Regions from separate parts of the Mus musculus genome. Here region 1 is linked to region 2. Evidence: chromatin contacts called from public promoter capture Hi-C data. All regions are on one chromosome and are shown on one strand. The core of a region is the stretch at or near the end of the contact, and the rest is flanking DNA. Distances in the headings are between cores, read along the strand shown. Region 1 has its middle 7.6 kb from the start of 2210407C18Rik. Region 2 overlaps Gm51898 (a long non-coding RNA gene).

What was found. Promoter capture Hi-C pulls out the DNA fragments that hold promoters and counts their contacts.
Region 1: a promoter capture Hi-C map of liver shows a contact between it and region 2, with 2.6 times the contacts expected there. The contact joins two enhancer-like sites. A contact is called at or near these places in 6 of 39 promoter capture datasets (the 3T3-L1 cell line, cranial neural crest, embryonic stem cells and 3 more), 9 of 484 Hi-C or Micro-C datasets (the Ba/F3 cell line, the C2C12 cell line, the G1E-ER4 cell line and 6 more) and 2 of 9 other capture datasets (adipose tissue and embryonic stem cells).

Annotation. Positions count from the first base shown.
Region 1 is chr11:58,604,071-58,607,800 of GRCm38.p6, forward strand. No RefSeq gene overlaps it. Among named protein-coding and RNA genes, the nearest start is that of 2210407C18Rik, 7.6 kb to the right of the region's middle. Within about 2 kb of position 1,406, at least 17 of the 459 cell types and tissues checked have an H3K27ac peak or open chromatin away from gene starts, as enhancers often do. A contact at or near this core is called in liver, where this site is marked.
Region 2 is chr11:58,223,153-58,226,362 of GRCm38.p6, forward strand. It overlaps Gm51898 (a long non-coding RNA gene), which reads right to left. Exons shown (of 4, transcript XR_003949689.1): 4 at 2,245-2,892. Among named protein-coding and RNA genes, the nearest start is that of Irgm2, 9.8 kb to the left of the region's middle. Within about 2 kb of position 1,384, at least 106 of the 459 cell types and tissues checked have an H3K27ac peak or open chromatin away from gene starts, as enhancers often do. A contact at or near this core is called in liver, where this site is marked.

The DNA of each region.
Region 1 (3,730 bases), core at 156-2,655, 380 kb after region 2:
TTTTCTCCTCACAATTTTTAGGTTTAACCTTAATGTTTGATCACTCACAAAATATACTTTTTTATATTTCTTCTTTCATCTTAAAAATATTTAATGATTTATATTTTCTTAATTTTAGAAGTTAGATTTGACAGGTGTGTTAGTTAGGGTTTCCATTGCTGTGAAGAGACACCATGACCAAAGCAACTCTTAGAAAGTCAGCATTTAATTGGGCTTGGATTATAGGTTCTGAGGCTCAGTCCATTATCATCAACACAATGAGCTGGCAGTCAGGTTTTCTCTGACTCCTGAATGGCAGAGGGAGGACAACGTTTCAGCCCTTTAGTTACTGTGTGTAGCATCATAGTGGATGAACCACTCGAAGCTCTTGGTCACTTAGGGTAAGCCTCCTTTGGGGACTCATAGGCAAACTGTATTCCTAGGGTCCTGCCATTTCTCTCTAGTGATGGGACAGAGAGTGTGGCCTGAGTAGCCCAAACCTCAAACCTCAAACTCTCTTTTTGGTGTTTGATCCTATTCTTTTCATAATATCTGAGTTATTTGCTTTCCCACCAACAGTTTGCATGAGTCCCCTTTTTGAGCATTCTTGGTGATACCTGTCGGCTGTGTTTACTCCTCACCCACAATCACACTTAGAGACCTGGGCTGGACTCTCACAGGTATTTGTCCATACTTTCTGTTCACACTGTTGATCTTGTTGTTGATCTTGTTTAATCTGTGTTCCTGTACTTTGTCCCCCCTGTCTGCTTGATGTGAAAAGTTGTTCAGGTCTTTTGTCTGGCCCAAAGGGAGACTGTCACCTTTGCACTGACATGCTTGAGCTCTTTATACGTCAGGAGCCCTGACCCTGTCACAAGTCTACACTTTGCAAGGATTTCCCTCTCACTGCCTAGAGTGTGCCGTAGTCTGTTGGTTCACTGCTTCCTCTACTGGGCAGGACATCTGACCTTCAAACAAAAACCTCCCCTTGTCTGCTTCTGCTTTTTGTTGTTACCTCTGCTTTTTCCAGTCAAAGTAAAAAACAAACAAGAACAGTAAAACTCAGTTCCTGGAGCAGACAGACCCAGGCTACTCTCAACCATGGCCGGGGACACTTCTCTTTACAGTGGAAGGAAGCCAGCCTTCCCACCCTGTGGGAGTTCTCACAGCACCCCAATGCCACCCCACTTTCCTTCACGTCTTCTCCTAAGGTTCATAGTCACAGTCCGTGGCTGTACATTTCACTGTTCTCTTATCTGCCCAGATAACTAACCTGTCTCTCTTTGTACTATTGATACTGGACCATGAATTCCAAGGTGATTAATGAGTCCAAGATAAAGAGAATTCCTGGCAAAGAAGGTGCAAGATCCAAGAGGTCATATTTATAGCAGAGTCTGGGGCAAGATTACCTCATTTGCTCTTCCCTCAGATGACACTGGCCTAGAGCCTGCACAACAGGTCAGAGTCACTTTAGGACAGGCTATGTCACTTTAGGAAGAAAATGCAGGCTGCTGTCACTCATCCCTAGAGAACAGAGGATGGGCCCAGGTGGACGGAAGTCACTTGTCTCTGCCAATTTCCTGCTCCTGGGGCAAGGCCTCAGCAAAAGCTCCATGGGAAGAACTATTCAGATATGTGGTAGCCTGGGGTCTCTCTGGGGAAGCTGGTAGAACCTGTTGGTGGGACACCCTTCTGATGTCAAAAAACAATGCTCAAAATACTTGGGGTGATGTCAGGGGTTCCTGTTCCTTGCTGTGTATCTCATACACATCTGTCTTTACATTGGTCCCATAAGACCTCTGGAGAGCATTCCACTCTCTTTTCATTCTTAGGACAGAAACAATATCCCACTGCACGTGCCATAAAATCCCCTCTTGGGGGCAGAGTGACCATCTTCCACATGGGATCAGTTCTTGGAGGAACACACTGCCTGTTCCTCAGGCTACTGGTAAACTCGTCTCCTCTCACACAATTTGGGTTGCCCAGAGCTGCTCAGTGAGGACCTCATACAGCCCTGCCATGTTCACTTGTATGTTTCTCCACCTTCTGAAGGATCCATCTCAGTCACTACATAAAGGATGTGGGCGAAAGAGAGAAAGCAGACGGATGAAACCCAGCCCAGTCAGAGTATACAGCAAAGACAGTAGACCACCCTGCCTGACCTGGTAACCAGATGCTGCGGATCATTAGGACACGGAAAATAAGCCCAACATAAAGGTGGGGCTTCTGGCAAGGGCAGGTGCAGGCAGGTGAAGGCTGATGATGTCAGGCTAACTCAGGAGTAAACATGCTCACCCAACACCCGCCATCCAAACTCAGCAAACACTGCTGAGCTGTGTCGTGCTCACAGATAAGGACTCTATGATACGTGGTCTCCTCAAGTGCTTCCTTCTCAGTCACATTTGGTATTGGCACTTACACAGCTGGTCAACTTCTTAGGAGAAGAACCCCTGAGTCTCACCTAATCTCCTCTACTCCTGGCTATCGGCCATACAGTGTGACAGTGAGGAGCTATGCAGGGTTCTGTTGCTCTCAGAAGCTCATGCCGCCATGGGACCTGCAGGTACACGGCACCAAACATTGTGCCATTTTATGCCAGTTTCCATGGCTGCCACTGAGTAGAATGAAGGCCCTAGCGTAGAGCCTCCCCACTCCTGTGTGTCACTGTGGCCCCTCCCTCTTGTGCTTCGCTCCCAGGCTTTTGCTCTCTAGCGTCTTCATCACAGGTCCCTTCTGCTCCTTTGGAGAGGAAAAGACTGAGAAGCGTTAGAGGCAGCAAAGAGCATCACCAGGTCCTAAGAGCACAGAGGCATTCATGTGAGAAGGCCAAGGGGAGGGCCAGAGGTGGCCTCTTTGGGTCAGTTTGACTTGGCCCTTTCCGGAATGATCTAGGGTGCTTCTCATGTATAGAGACTTATTCTTAGAAGCTCCATGTCTGCCTCCTGACTGTGACATTGGGTCCTAGAATGATGCTGAGCCAGCTGGAAGGCTAGCACCAGGGCATGGTTTTAAGCGTTAAGAAAACACTTGACTCTTCAGTATCACGATCCAATGAAGGCAGTCGGAACCTTAGTAGGGACATAAAGGCAAGAACTGAAGCAGAAGAACATTGCTTCCTGCCGTTCCCTCTGTGGCTTGCTCAGCCTGCTTTCTTACATCACCCATGACTACTTGCCAGGGCTGGCACTGCCCTCAGTAATCTGAGGCGTTCCTCCTCATCAATCATTATTCAGAAAAATAACCCCACAGTCCTGTCTACAGGTCACTCTGATAGAGACAATTCCTCATTGAAAGGCCCTTTCTCCACATATGTCTAGGTTTGGGTCGAGTTGAAAACAACAAAAAACAAAACAAAACAAAACAAAACAAAACAAAACAAAAACAACCAGCATGTTTTGGTCAACCAAAGTTTTAATACAAATTATGGAAAAGTAATGGTGTGTGATTTGAGAGTTGTAAGCTGAAATAAACCCTTTCCTCACCGAGTTGTTAGAAACACCAACATAGAATAATACTTAGATTAATGCTCAAAAGTTCTTTCCAGCACCAGATCCATATATGTGCGTACACACACAAATGTTTTCTTCTAGTAGTTTTACAAATTTCTTTCCAATATGAATACATTCACTTCCTTCCCCTTCCTTTTTTTAAAATTAGGTATTTATTTCATTTACATTTACAATGCTATCCCAAAAGTCCCCCACACGTTCCCCCACCCTCCCACTCCCATTTCTTGGCCCTGGCGTTCCCC
Region 2 (3,210 bases), core at 134-2,633:
TGACACAAAGAAACAGAAGGCAGGAGGCTCAGCTAGTCCAATGTGTACATCTTTGGGTCCACCCTCAGGCGGTACCTCCCTGGAAAAGACTGCTATAATTTAGTATGAACAGGCAGCTCCTTTCAGTATACTGCTCCAAACAGTCTATAGAGAGGACAGTGTGAAAGAATCTGATTGTCTCGGAGCCAGAAGGCTGCTGAGTGACAGACTGGCTTTCACTCGAGAGCTTGGGAAGAAGGTTCTACTACTATCCAGTAACTGATGACGGAGTAGGTATTTCTGCAAAATTGACTGGGAACGCTCAGGCTCAAGAGGTAAACAGCACTCACAAAGCCCCTCTCCATGTCTCAGATACAGCTTTCATGACCTCTGACCCATGCAGGGGTGGGTTTTTCAGTTCTTAGATACCTTGCTTCTGTAAGTAACCCTTTGCCTATGTTCCTGCAACCCCAGTAAATCCACTGGTTCAGTACACAAGACTTGGGTGGGATTGCTACTCTGGGCACCACTATCTGGGATGAACAGACATTTGTCCAGGTCTCCCTAGGAACAGTCACACAACACTGGTTCTCACTCATGGCCATGCAATGAGCATTCACCATGGTAGGGAAGCATAAACGAGCAGTTTGAAGCATAACTGGCTGTAAGAATATAATATTGGAACCCTGCTGCTGCTCAGGCCACAGCACCTGCCGCTGCTCCTTCTCACAGACACTGACAGGCGTCCTGCCAACAGACTCCCAGATGCCAGAGTGTCTGTCTCACATGCTGAAGTGAGGTGGCCTCAAAGCTCACATTTCACCTCCCACCCACTTCCTTGACTTCTGGAAATCAGACATCCTGGCTCCATTCTTGTGCAGTGAAACCTACCAGATCCTCGGAAAGGAATAAGAGACCCCACCCCACCCCCTGCTTCTGCCACCCACATAGGCCCTGATTTCTTCCCAACAGTGTTCCAGCCTTGCTGTTGTCTGTCTGTCCATGGGGTTAATAACTCTTCTTCTTTTTTTTTTCTTCCCCCCTTTGGGGTTTTTCAAGACAGGGTTTCTCTGTATAGCCCTGGCTATCCTGGAACTCACTTTGTAGACCAGGCTGGCCTCGAACTCAGAAATCCACCTGCCTCTGCCTCCCAAGTGCTGGGATTAAAGGCATGCGCCACCACAAACTTTTTACCCTTAACAGTCCATCTCCGTCAATTACTTTCTTGAGTTCCCACCTGAAAACTTTCACTAATAAGGCATAGCATGTTCTCACTGACAGACCCGGGGTGAGCTTTCAAATATCGTGAGCCAGTTCTTCTTTGCAACCACCTTTGTGGGAACTAAAAGGGGACAGGGGAAGAAGGGGGAGGGAGGCTAGCCCACATCCGGCCAGAGTTCCTCCTATGCTCTGGGCAGGCGGACTCGGGTTAATCCTTAACTCAGCAATTCACAAGCTGTGGCTTCTGTATGTTGCACACACGATTTTTCTAAGAGTCCTAGTGTTTTTACTAAGGGTTTGTTTGTTTGTTTGTTTTGGCTTAGTTTTACTAGTATAAGATTTTATGCATTCTCTATCTTCTTTCCGGAGTCTAATTTTTACATATCCAAAGGAGACCAGGACCAACTCTCAAATGTTGTACAAAACTCATTTCATAATTTAAGTAGCTTTTTCCTTTCTTGAGGTCCCATTACTGACTCTGCTTCATTTTCTAAATTTATTTCTAGACATAATTTCTTCCTTCCTTTCTTTCTTCCTTTCTTTCTTTCTTCCTTCCTTCCTTCCTTCCTTTCTTTCTTTCTTTCTTTCTTTCTTTCTTTCTTTCTTTCTTTCTTTCTTTCTTTCTTTCTTAAAGATTTATTTATTATTATATGTAAGTACACTGTAGCTGTCTTCAGACACACCAGAGAAGGGCGTCAGATCTCATTATGGGTGGTTGTGAGCCACCATGTGGTAGCTGGGATGTGAACTCAGGACCTTCGAAAGAGCAGCCAGTGCTCTTAGCTGCTGAGCCATCTCTCCAGCCCTAGACATAATTTCTTCAAACTTTCTTTGCAAGTCAAACATTAATATGAAACTACCATTGTGCAGTTATTACATTGTTCCAAAAATGAGAATGCACAGCCTGCACCTGGGCCACTAGGACTGTGCTGTGCCTCCCCCCCACCCCATGCCTCATAAGAACCATTATATCAAGGAACATCTAGTTTCACAGAATTCACCAGAGCAGGAGAAAAAAATAGGAAAGTCAGATATAATAGAATAATTATGCACACCAAGGCCAATTGAAAAGTAGTCACACACAAATAAAATCTATACAACCATTGTCCAGTGCTAAGGTCAGGAGAAATGGGAACCAACTTTTTACAAATGAGCTGCCTGCGGGCTTCTGAGAGGTCACCATCCAGGCCTGCTGCGGGTAGCTCCTTATTTCTGATGGCAGGTCACCTGTAAGGATGTGTCTCCTATTTCTCAGGGTCCCAGGCACCATACATGTCATGGTATGCAGTCCCCAGCATTTAGGGATTCAGGGTGCTGGGATTCCAATGCTGAATTGGTGTGTGGATTGGCAGTATGGGCAGACAGCTACAAAAAAACATCCCCAGCCTGTGTCTGAAAACAGCCTACAGAAAACCTAGGACAGAGATGGGGAGGAAGCAGGGAGGCATGTACTTGCTCCCCCTAGTGGTAGGATCGGCAACCTGCAGAAGGAACGCTCCGTGACCTTTCTGGGCTCTGCTCATTTTCATCTGGGAAAGCTGATATAAACAATTCCATTTACAGCTGGGTATCTTTCCACACTTGTCTCTCAACAGCACACCTCCCCCAAGTATGGCTGATTAATCATCCCTTTCTCTGACCCCTGGTGGCAGGTGACCTGCGGAGCGTGGAGGAGGAGTGGTTGAATGGAGTCTGTTTAAACAAAACAAAACAAAAACCATTTTGGCCACATTTGAACAACAAAAGGCAAAGTTTAGTAAGAGTGACTCCTAAATACAAAGGTCCATGCCACAGACCTGGCTACCTTTCGAAGAGATTGTAATAATTATTGTTTCTTTATCAATCAAAAGCATGCATGTGTAAATTATCATGTCTTATAAGTATGCTTTGCGAGTGGCTCATTTTTAGGTATTTATAAATAAGTATATACCAAGGCTGGAGAGGTGGCTCAGTGGTTAGGAGCACATACTAGTCTTCCAGAGGACCCAGAAAAAGTAGTTCATAACCAGC